Linked DNA regions of Mus musculus: region 2 is linked to region 1. The links are chromatin contacts, called in public HiChIP or PLAC-seq maps. All regions are on one chromosome and are shown on one strand. The core of a region is the stretch at or near the end of the contact, and the rest is flanking DNA. Distances in the headings are between cores, read along the strand shown. Region 1 overlaps Oc90 (otoconin 90). Region 2 holds the start of Hhla1 (HERV-H LTR-associating 1).

Region 1 (6,187 bases), core at 3,675-6,174:
ACACAGCATATGTATTATAAAAATCCATGTGGGATTGAATTGGGGGCAGGAGGTATCTTCATTGTCTTATTTGTCACCTCTCCGCCTCACCCCAGTACAATGTTTGTGCTAACTTTGCTTTCTCTTTGTCTGACTTACTTACAGGGGCCCATGCTCTGGACACACCAAATCCCCAGGAATTGCCTCCAGGACTGTCAAAAAATATAAGTAAGAATCTTTTGACCTTTGCCCAGAAGCTAAGTGAAAAGTTGTCTAGGATACTGGCAGAGACAATGACCCTTCTTAAATATACTCTGGGATCCTAATTGCTTTAGCATCTGCAAGTAGTCACTTAGATGGTTCTCAAAACCTGGTGTCTCATGCTTTAGCACTCTCAACTGAGCCCGATTTCACTGGAAATACTAAGCCAGGAAAGACAGTAAATGGAGTGATGTTGAGGGTTACTGTGGGGTTTGAATCTTAGCTTTAAAATGCAGTGTTTGTATGTAACAAATAGGGAAAATGGTGGCTTTGAAGTTGAAAGAGAACAAGGAAGAGCATATGTGACTATTTGGAGGAAGGAGAGGGAAGAGAAAAATTTGGTAATTATATTATAATCTCAAAAAAAAAAAAAGAAAAAAAATATAAATGCACTCCAGGCTTCCTGATAAGAAGGAGATGGGTGAGATATTGCAGAATCCTGGTGCAGTGCTTGTTCTGTAGTGAAGAAAACATTGGGATCCTGTCACTCTCATAACTGTACACTTCCCTGCTGGATATCCTAAATATTATGTCCATAGGCACCATGCCTTGGCTCCATGCATTTATCCTCTGCAGCACCTCTCAGTTGAAACATTCCATACCACCGAGAAGTCATGGGTTTTCTTTATAATCAGTGAGCAAGGTTGCCTAGGAATATTGCTCCACTCACATCTGTATTGGTTTCCATGCTAACCCATGCTACAAAAAAGTTAGCTTAAGGTTAAATTTGTTCTTAGGAAAAGAGAAAAGGTTTAACATCTCTAGAGTAGAAAGAGAAATAGAGGCCAAACCAAGACTCAGGTTTTTCTTCCTTCTACTTAGATATCACTTTCTTCAATGGAGTGTTTAAAAACGTGGAAAGTGTGGCTGAAATTTTTGGTAAGTGAAATCTGAAATTGCTTTACTCCATTGAGGGTCAGGACTGAATAGGTATTGGAAGCGAGAGGAAATCACTGGGGTCTTGCCCTCTGTCTTTCATCTCCTTGGCCTCCTCAGCCAACTGCCAACATGTAGCAAGCATCTAAGAGGCCAGTGATGTTATGGAAGGCACACCAGAGAGTCATGTGCCTTCATTTTCCTTGGTTCCTTGTCCTGGAAAGAGAAAGGTATCCCTGCTGCACAAGTGTGGATGCTGAGCCCATGGGAATTATGTGGATTCCTCAAGACCGCAAAGCAAGAAGGGAGACATTTTTTTCTTTTTTCTTTTTTTCTTTTTTTGGATATTTTATGTATTTACATTTCAAATATTATCCCCTTTCCTGGTTTCCCCTCCAAACCCCCCTCTCCCTTCTCCCTTCCCCCTGCTTCTATGAGGATGCTCTCCCTCCCACCCACCCAAGGAGGACATTCTTCATGCCTACACCTTAATCCTCTATATTAATATGCTTTGGATTCCTCTTCCAACTAGCAAGTACATGTGAATCTTAAAGATTCCAAAGATTGTCACACACTCCATGTGTGTCTCATTTCAATTATACAACTATTGGTATACCATGAGGGTCGCTAACCATCAGAAATGGACAATGCCTTTCAAATAATGCTATACTGCAATTGGCCCAGTCAGGGCCATTGGAGCCTGCTGTTTGGTTAGAAGAGACTGGGAATGGAGCCACTCATTGTGGATGCCATGGGGGGGTCTCTGAATGAAAATGCACATCCGTGTACGCACACAAACGTTAGAAAGGTTTTCCAACAGCACTGAGTCATTTTTCACTTAGTGGTAGACATCATGGAAACAAAGCATGAGAAGGGAAGAGGAGCCTGAATAAGGTAGAAAGAAACCGAACAGGCTAGTGGGGCTGCTGCTCACAGGCCACACCTCTATCCCATCAGTTTCTTCTGTCATCTTGTGTACTCTGAGTGGCAGTGTGGGGTCACCTCCTTCAGCATAGAATGGCCGTCTCACCAGAAAAGCAGAGGATGGGAATATGAGGCTTGAGGTTTAGAGTTGAAATGAGCAGTGTTTTTCTCGATAGTTTCTGCACTGTGTACTTGAAGGGAGAGTGTCAGCTAGTGCCTTGAGCAAGTTTCTGACCATTGGCAACATTACCTCTGATGTGAAAGCGACAGAACACTGTCCTACCTGGCAGGATTTCTGTGAAGTTTATCACACTGAAGGCAAAAGCTTTGTAATATACCACATGTGTGAACTATTGTGGAACTATTGGAAATCACTAGTACAGACTAGGTGCTCAAATACTGTGTGTTTGCATGCCCTCCCTATCTGCTTTCTACACTAGCTTATAATTGTATAGTTTCATCACTAAGCCACTAGAGATTCACTCAGCACACTAATCATTCCATAGATCATAACAGCATTTCTTTTTTCTTTTTAATTTATTCTTCTTTCATATATTACGTACAAATCATAGTTTTCCCTCCTTCACCTCCAAGTTCCTGCCCCCACATCACCTCTCATCTAAATTCACTCTTTTTTAGTTTCCCTTCCAAAAAGTACAGGCTTCCCATGGATATCAACCAATCATGACATATCAGATTACAGTAAGACTAGGCACCTCCCCTCATACTAAGGCTGGACTAGGTACCCAGTAAGAGGAAAGGGGTCCCAAAAGCAAGGAAGAGTTGGAGGTAGACCCCACTCCCACTGTTAGGAGTCCCACAAGAACACAAGCTACACAACCATAACATATGTACAGAGAACCGAGGTCAGAACCATGCAGACTCCACAACTGTTGCTTCAGTCTCTATGACCCCGTCTGAGCCCTGGTTAATCGATTATGTAGGCTGTGTCCTTGTGGTGTCCTTCGGCTCACACAACAGTCTGAGTGTAGCAAGATGGATATATATATATATATATATATATATGCATATATATATATATTGCATTATATATATATAATATATATATATATATATATATATATTGCATGTGGTATGCACATACGTGTGCATATTGGCAAGTGGTGGAGTGCATATGAGAGTTTACAGCATATGTGTGCATATGTCTACAGAGGCCCAATTTTGATGTCTTAAATATTAATGTTCTTCCTCAAGTGCTCCCTATCTTGTTCTTTGACTCAGGGTAACTCTGTTAAATCCAGAGCTCACCAATAGGCACAGTCTGGCTAGTCAGCTTGCTCTAGGGATCTACTGGCTCTGCTCTCTGCAGCTGGAATTACAGGGATTGGCCATACCCACTTGACATTGTATGGATTCTGAGAATGCAAGCAGTTTAGAAGCTGGGACATCTCCCCAGTCCCAATGGTACCTTCTTACATGTTTCTACTTCTGTATTAGGAAGCAAATATTTTCCAGAAGTCTTTGACAAACTCCCTCCTAAGTCTTTTTCTGGCCAGATATGGGTGATGTGCTCAGTGAGATCCTAGTCACTGTCATGGAGGTACACTGGTATAGCCACCAGCTAAGAATAATAGTGAAATTTTGCAAATTGGCTTACCTTCCTGAGAACTTTTCAGTTTCGTTAGTAAGGAAGATATCAAGTGGGTATACCATGGCTGGAGCTACATAGCTGCATTTGACTGACTACACCGCATATAATAACTACACTCATGATGTCACATCAGCCAGGGTTGCAGGAAGTCCAAGGAAGAAACTCCTCATGCACTTGGGTTCCCTGTGCCCACCATACCTGCTCTCCCCACCCACAGACTGCCTAGGTTCCCACTTCACCTGGCTGCAGGCTGTCTTCACCAACTTCCCGCTGCTCCTCCAGTTTGTAAACAGTATGAGGTGTGTAACTGGCCTCTGCCCCCGGGACTTTGAAGACTATGGTTGTGCCTGTAGGTTTGAGATGGAAGGGATGCCTGTGGACGAGTCTGATATGTAAGTATGAACCACAGGTGAGCTCATTGCAGCCAGATGACACCTTGGATGGAACAAATATAGACAGAGACCCAGAGGAGAGACTCAGGAGAGATCTAATTCTGTTACCTACTAAAGGGCAACTGGTACTCATCTCTTCACACTGCAGTATAACTAACGATGTTGTTGTAGGTGGGTACACAAGAGCCTCTGTCATGGAAACACTATACTGCAGGGTTGTTCTAAAATGGGGTTCCCTATATTAATAGCATAAGATCCTTATTATAACAGTTCTATCAATACAAGATACATTGAGGGGAACCTGGAAGCCTTATCCAGTGCATTTCTGCCAACTAGAGAAAAAGCAGCTATGGCGGTTGCTATCCAACCTTCAATAAACATAAACAACAACAACCCAGGTGTGCTGTGCTAAAGATAATCAAAACACTACTCCTGCCTTAGTATAGAATGCAAAAAATATGCACAGCCACTAAAGACATGCTCCATCCCTATGGACAAGGAAGCTGCACCCTTGAACAAAGTAGCAAGATGGGCAATGACAACTGAAACCTAAAAACATTAAGCAAGTTTTAACAGGGGTGTGGTCAACAAGTATGGAAGTAGGAGGGCCAACTGAGCTATTGACTGACTTGAGAAATCTGTTGCTATGTGTTCAAATTCAAGCCCTGTTACCCATGACTCAGCAATTCTCCTTCTCTGCTCCTTACCCAGTCACTTAACTTGTTTATATTCTATTTTCTTTACCTTTAAAAGTGAAGGTAATTGTAATGCTTACTTCGGAGTCACTATTTTGGTTTACATGATTAAATACTAACTGAACGAGGCACTGTGACTGTGCCTAGTTATGAGGTGGTGAAGAGTATCAGTAACCATGGAAACAAGACTGGGCTTGTAGAAGCAGTCACAGTAGGGATGGTAGTAGCAATGACTGTAGTGAGGTAGCTATAGTTGTCTGCTGCAGACCCTCTGGGCCCCTTTGCCTGTGTGGAACGGGTCTCTGGGGCAGCTGGGCAAAGCGTCGGATGGAATGACAGACAGATGCACACAGGAGAGGTTGTATAGAATCTGAATGTAATTTGTCAAATCGAGCATCAAACTTTTTATACAGAAGACAATAAGGAAGTTGAGTGACATACCCGCAAGGTACAAAGAGGTTACTGGATTCTTACATAAAACAGAGGAATGCAAACACAGAAGGTCTAACAGGAACCACCTGGGATAGAATTCATTGTTAACAACTGGGATCAACAAAGGCTCCACCTAAGATTCACTTAATCTTAGAAGCCAGGGTCAAGGGCTTCATGCCCTTGCCATAGTTCCTATTTTAGTCTATTGTATAGTCTGCCTTTCCCTTAGGCCATTGTAAATACGTGTGTATGGGTGTAACTCAGCTATCTATAGTTCTAAGTATCTACTCTACTTTCTCCTTAGGTCTCAAACTTCCTTCTTCGTAGATGATGGTAAATTCCTGTGTAGGGCAGTGACCTAGCTTTTATTCAAAGTGATAGTGTAATATCAGAGGCAATTCTGAATGTCACTCAATAGGCAACATTTTTCCTAAATTCCAAGCCCATGGTCAGCTTAAGGACTTTCTAGGACATTGGAACACTGGCAAAGGCTTGGCTATGTCAGAATTCAATCTTAAAAGGCACTTATAATAGGATAATACTAAAAGAGAGCATGTGGATCCATACACCAGACTAACATGGGAATGGAAAATTAATGTATGGGTTAGAGAGGACGCCAGACTCCAGGAGGTGAGTTTCCGTGAAACTCTTTGCCTCGTGAGTAGCTTCCAAGCCTCTTGGCCTGTCAAGCTGACTCGACCAGAGTACATGGCAAATACCAACAATAATAAGACTGAAGTAGTAGTAGTAATAGCAGCAGCCATAGCAGGGAAAGACCAGGGCTAGTATATTAGTAAGAGTGACTGTAACCATGGTAACAGCATCAGAACTAGAAAATTGAATCTGGATCTGAAGTCTATTTCATAATTAATGTCCTATCTCTCTGGCATAATCCTGTGACCCAGATGAAATGCCATAGGGCATGCACTTTTTTTTTTTTCATCTGTGTGGGCTCAGAGAAGATGGGACAGAAACTCTATGGAGCCCCATGATGGACAGCTCATACTTGCCCTGGC
Region 2 (6,306 bases), core at 1,096-3,595, 80 kb before region 1:
TTACAGAACAAATTTGATAATTGTCACCATAAAAATGAAAGACATGGAGAGCTATGAGGAAGCAAGTAGGTATTTGTTTTATTCAAAAAATAATAGTATATTTGCATGCTTGTGGGGATGAGTCTATAGGGAGGTGGAAACAGATTTAAGGATGGGAAAGGGCAACATTTACAGAAGCCCGTCTTTCCACCAATTAGGACAAGAAAGACAACAGACATGAAGGAAGAAGTTTACTTAAGGAGCTTTAAGAGCAGCAGGCATGGCAAGATGTACAGGAAAGCACCTGCAGTGCACCCATGAAATCAGGAGCAGAGGGATCAACAGAAAAACAGCCAAGATCCTTTGTCAGGGTTTTCTTGGGAAGGAACTGGCAAGGCACGGAAGTGTGCTAAAGGTTCAGTGAATCATATCAAGGGACTCTGGTGTAGCCTAGCCTAGGGGAAGGGTTCACCAAAAGCATCATATGGAGGAGGTAGTTGTGAGAATGCAAAGCATGATCCGGAGCAAATAGGAATTGGCCTTTGAAGAGAGAAGAGGACGTCCCTGGGTGAGCAAGGTTCCAAGGGTTGAGGTATCACAAGATGGCCCAATGAGTTGCTCTGGAAATGGAGAATTGGGGCGGCAGCAACAGTAGCCGGGCCCCTGGTGTCATGACAAATTTCAGGACAGCTCAGACAGCCCCATTGTCTCTTCTCTAGCTATCAGCAGCAGCACAGGTGTCAGTATAGGGGACAAGGAGGACATAGCAGCCATGGGAAGACAAAGGTCACAGGTCCTATTAAGAATCCTGTGAGCCAGTGACATTTCAGACTTTAAAATTCCATGTTTTAGAACCACTTGAATGTAATCCTGCAATAGAAACCTTAAGGAATTAAATAAATGGGCAAGGGATATGGCTCAGTGGGTAAAGTGCTTACTGAGGAAGAAGGAGGATTTTGACTTCAGATCCCTAGAACCCACATTAAAAAAAAAAATAAGTTTAACATAGCAATACATATTTGTGATCTTAAAGCTGGGGGAGAGACAGCAGGGTCCTGGGGCCTCCCTGCAAGGTTCTGTGAAAGACTGTGTCTCAAAAACAAAGCAGAAAGTAATAGATGATGACTGGGTTAAACATGGCCTACACACACACCACAAACCGAAACGTTCATGCTGAAGTGATTACACCCTGATGTCCTGGAAGTCACATAGGAACTTCCAGAGAAAAAGATTCTGGTAACTTGTCTCACAGCTGAATCCACACATGCATGTCTCCTAGCTCCTGTTCTCTCGTCTTTTCTATAAACTGCAGCCCTTGGTTTAGGAAAAGTAGAGAGATCCTGAGAAGTTTTCTCTTCCTAGTTCTCACCAAAATTGTAAATAAACACACTTCTGATGACTTTTTTGCTACTTGTTGGGTTGGTTGGTTGGTTTGTAAAAGAGCAAGCATTAGATGTTAGATTCAGCTGTCATTTGGGGTGTTGACCTCAGTCATCATGACTCCCTGCTGAAACCCCAGAGAAAAGCAGAATTCTAAATCCTAAAGACGCTTCTGCTGCCCTGCACCTCAACTACCTTACCTTATTTTACTTGCCAGAGTTGCGTTTACTAGGATGGAGGAGTTGGAACTTAATTTTTCTTCCAGAGGAAGGGCAAAAGAGCTTCTACCTAAACAGAAACACGCAGGCCTGTGGGCCTGGGCCCTGACTAGCTTACTGGGACAATTCAGGGTCTAGGAAAAACAACCTTACTTCATTTAGTGTTTTTATTCTACACAGCACCTATCAGCCTTAAAATCTGTCTATGTGGTTTTTATGTCAACAGAATAGTCTCCTTTGCTTAGTTCCCCTGACTTTTAAAACCTTGACATCTTTCCCTCGTTCAAAGCCTTGTGCACATGAGCAGTTGGTTGGCTTGAGTCTCCTGCTCTTGGTACCTGCCATCCTTGACCTCAGCCGGGACACACTTCTTTACAAGACTCTGGCTGGCTGTGTGCCAGATGATGTTGTGCCCAAAGATGACCAGGACAGGAAGGGAGACTCATCGCCTGCTTCCTGCTGTGCTATTCCCTCCACAGAGTAATTACTCTCCGGAAAGTTTTCCCATCCCTGACTGAATCGCTGCTTTGTCATTCAGCTCACGGATTCTATTCAGCTTATCACACAGGCATTTTTCTCTGATGGAGATGATCCTCTTTCACTGCCCCAAGTTTGGGGGAAGATTATTATCCCTCCCCCCTTCCCCCGTCCCCTCCCCCCAGAGGATTTAAAGCAAAGTTATCAAGCCTTCCCCACTCCTCCAACCCTGCCCCGCCCTGTATCTTTCACTAAGAACTCATATAAATCCTACCATTCTGACCTCACTGCTAATCTTCTTGGCTGTCTAAATTCTTTGAAGTCATTCATCCTGCTCAGGAGACCGGTGAGTTGTATACTATAGATATTTTAAGCTGCCTTTGGACTCCTCGCCCCAAAAGCGTGAGTTCAGCTAAGGAATGCTGTAATTCCTATGTTCTGGCTCCTGCAGGCTGACAGATAGAAGAGTCCTTTCTGCCAGATCTTCAGCACATTGAGTGAAGAGTGCATACTTTGATCACAATCTGTGGCTGCCCATTTCCTCTATGGTATTGATTAGGATCTTAAGGCATTCTTGAGCCAGTGGGGGGACAGATTGATTGTCCTCACTTCTGAGATAAAGAAAATATGATCTTCATTCCAAGAAATTGAACCAATAAGTGAAGAATGCCCCGAGATGTGTCTAACAGCAATGTAGCTGCTGCCAAATTTAACTTTCTGAGCTAAGTAAATCTCAACTCTGTTACGGACTCAGACAGTAAACAGACAACCCCCCCAACCCCCCGGCTTTTCTGGTCTTCTTGCCTTGAAATGAATGCTCTCTAGACTTCATTTTCTTCAGACTATGGAATGACAATAATAGCAACTAATGTCAAGGTGGCATCTTTTCCTCTTCAATAGATATTTTGAAAAGACAGCTCCTCACCTGTTTGAGTTGCTCTAAAGGTTGTGGTGGTGGCTGTCTGGGATTAAAATCTCGGGCTGTTATCACCATCGTAATGGCCTTGAGCAATTATTAACCCAGCCTCTACTTCCTCTTCAAGAAGAGGAAGCTGGTTCTAAGCTAGAAACAAGATGAGCAAGTGATCATAAAGATACATGGAGAATTAAATATCTCACATTCACTCTGGCTGTTCAGGCACCTGTGAACATTTTTTCCCTCTAAGCCACTGAGATTTCTGCATCGAAGGGCTATCTTAAGCCTTTCACAGTGCAATGGGAAAGGTAGACTTGCTTGTGAGTTCAAACCATACATTAATCTGTGCTCTGTATTAACTGGAAGCCATAAAATGTTTACCTAGACTCTAAATTTTAAGATCTTACTGTATATGCCAAAAATACTACAGCTGTTTGTTGATAAAAATAAGGATGTATCATAAGACTCTTAGATGGATCTTGACCCACTGGTCTCAAGTCACATCTTTTTATCTGTCTTCTTGGGAGTTTCTGGGCTTCTAACCCTTCCATCCATTCAAATACTCGGAAGTCATCAATTTTGTTGTTTAGCATCGGGTCCTTTCCATGACTTTCTGGGGAGGATTTTTGCAGGTAGGAAAGAATTTCCAGTTCTGTTGTTAAATGTTGTGTTTGGTTGGTTTGGACTTGGGTTTTTTGTTTTTGTTTGGGGTTTGATTTTGCTTTATATTTTTTATTGGTTTGAAACAGGTTCTCACACTGTATTTAAGGCTGGCCTGAAACTTCCTTTGTAGCTTAGTCTGGCTCTGAACTCTGAATGATCCTCCTGTCTCAACTGCCTGAAGGCTGGGTTTATAGACATGATCCATCACACATGGTTCTCCTTTAAGAAACCATGTGGTTATGAGCCAAGGGGTCCACCTCTGATCTTTTTGTTTTGATATTACACAAAAGGTCTTATTTATCTAATATGATAGGCATATAAAATAATACACACAGACTGTGTGTAAACATGGAGGCTTAGTGCATGGAATCTAGCCTACCAACAAAAAAGTAATATTTCCTCTAATCTTAGTACCAATGCCTGAGGAGCTACAAATTGAACTAACAAAGTTCGATTAAATGAAGTGTGGTGTCCCATATGGTTATGTCAGTCTTCACAGACTTAAAATGAAAATCCATTCTTGGGAAAGAGGCAACTAGATCCAGAGTTTTACATACTCTTTTAGTAAGAGGTCAATGAAGCTGTGAGAGGAAATATAATCAAAGAAAGGGTCATTGCAGCTTCAAGAGGTGGGACATTAAATCCATGGGGGAAACAGACTGAAGACAAGGCTCACTTTAAGGTGAGCTCTGTGTGCAAACTGTACTCAGTGCCAATTTTCCATCTTCTTTATGACCATGAAAATCTTTCTGGACATGAAAATTATGGCACAATCCATTCTTGGGAAATATGTGCATTTTGTCAGATAAAGGAATCACTGAAAAGGTTACTTCCTATGCCTGTCAATTCTCAATAGCTTTCAACTCAAAATAATCCATGCGCAAAAGTGTCATGTCTTCGGGTGGCTTAATCCCTCGGGGCTTTACTGTAAGTCGTTATTTTTGCTGATTTACTTCTTTGCAAGTGTCACTGAAGGAGCAGTGGATTGCAGATATTATAATAATAGCCATGGGAAATGAGATAAATAATGATAATTTAGTTTCAGAGAAAAATATTTGAGAGGTGATATAGATTTTATAAGCGTTGAGGACTACGAGCCCCTCACATGGAGGAAAGTATTTGTTTGCTTGTTGGAGTACCAACCCTTTTGAGCATCACATCTTTAGTTAAACAGTCAGGTAGCCTGAAATTCTTTCAAGAACCCTTTGCCTCTCCAAGTCAGGCTTGTCTCAAGCACTGAGTGGGAAAGCCTAAAATAACACTCTTTGCTTGTCTCAAGCTTAGTTTAACTGAGCTTTCTCTGTTCTCACTTGCTGATTCTGCTTACCTTCTGCCAGACACGTAGTGGATTCTGTCCAATGGAGATGGACAGAAACCCATGGAGGAAATTACATTTTCCTCCATGGACAAAAATCAGCAGAAATCATGGTCTTAAAGCAATGAAGTTTAACACATTTACTTTTAGTAAATGGAAGTTGCTGACATGATGATCAGCAATCAATAAAATATGTGTAGCTGTTGCAGAAATAGAAATAGCGACTTCTTCAGGCATGAACTTGTATTTTCTCATCATCTGGGTCGATCTGAAGTTCTGCTAATGCAGACAATGAAGGGGAGGGAGAAAAGAGCCAAGGGTAATGGCATGATAGACAGTTGAGATCCTTAGACACCCTTTCTAGACCAACAATTGCACTAGTTGTTGGATTTCATGATCCTGTTTTCACTTCAGAATACACTTGCAACTGTCTATTTTATACATAAAGATCAGCAGGGCACAGAAATGTTGCCTGGTCCTGGAGGAAAGATTTCATCCTATGCATATTCTCATGCCCCTAAGCTGAAGACAATGCTGACTTCAATTTAGGGCAGACAATCTGGCTTCACTGTGGGAAAATGTACATCAAGTGTTCTGTGTGGTATGTGACACACAGAAAGTGCTCAATAACTTTTTGGTCATTAGCATATTCTTTCCTACTTTAGCTGTCATGCTGCAGAATAAACTGTCAGAGATGGTTGGCACAGATGCCACGGAGTCAGGCAAGTTGCAAGAGTTACCGACATTCATAATTTTAACATTTAATATATTAAGAGTATTGTTAATAGTACTATTTTGTCTTTAGAGGCTATTTCTCATCTTGGAAACTACATGAATGCCCCTAAAATACACAGGTAAACCTCCCATATTCCCAGATCCCTGCAGTCACTCAGAGTAGACCCATGATTCTGACTTAGACTGTAACTAAGAAATAAACATCCCTTTCTGCCAACACATGAGGGCTGTTCCGAGACCCACAAGCTATGCCCTTCCCACCATCACCAAAGCTAAGGAATCTACAGCTGACAGGTTAAAAGCTACAAATTGGTAGAGTCCACACAATAAGGCTCCTTGGTAACCATGGCTCCTTGGTAATATGAGCCAGAGCTTCCTCTCCAACGGTTCATAATCAAATATGGGCATTAACAAAAATGAGCTTTGTTTCAAAATTAAGCCAAAGAAATTATGGAACCCATTTTTTTTTAAATCTCAGCACAACCTAAACCTTTCCTGATGAGATTATATTCCAATGATTCCCCAACACCGCTTCCAGAACATTCTACATCAGAGTGCTCACTAAGCAAGGCTAGCTTCCTCTAAGAGCTTAATGTTTTGCTCCCAGGTTGTCAAGGCTTCCA

Evidence for each region. HiChIP or PLAC-seq counts read pairs in DNA pulled down with a chosen protein or histone mark.
Region 2: an H3K27ac HiChIP or PLAC-seq map of embryonic stem cells shows a contact between it and region 1, with 6 read pairs. The contact joins the promoter of Hhla1 here to the enhancer-like site in region 1. A contact is called at or near these places in 4 of 39 promoter capture datasets (the 3T3-L1 cell line, cranial neural crest, embryonic stem cells and 1 more), 1 of 484 Hi-C or Micro-C datasets (nephron progenitors), 1 of 115 datasets of contacts at active chromatin or transcription factors (embryonic stem cells) and 2 of 9 other capture datasets (adipose tissue and pancreatic islet).

Annotation. Positions count from the first base shown.
Region 1 is chr15:65,895,523-65,901,709 of GRCm38.p6, reverse strand. Oc90 (otoconin 90) reads left to right here. Exons shown (of 15, transcript NM_010953.2): 3 at 145-207; 4 at 1,063-1,119; 5 at 3,870-4,044. Among named protein-coding and RNA genes, the nearest start is that of Oc90, 14 kb to the left of the region's middle. Within about 2 kb of position 4,924, at least 11 of the 459 cell types and tissues checked have an H3K27ac peak or open chromatin away from gene starts, as enhancers often do. A contact at or near this core is called in embryonic stem cells and stem cell-derived epiblast-like cells, where this site is marked.
Region 2 is chr15:65,972,843-65,979,148 of GRCm38.p6, reverse strand. Hhla1 (HERV-H LTR-associating 1) reads left to right here and starts at 2,345. Exons shown (of 17, transcript NM_001145096.1): 1 at 2,345-2,400; 2 at 6,291-6,306.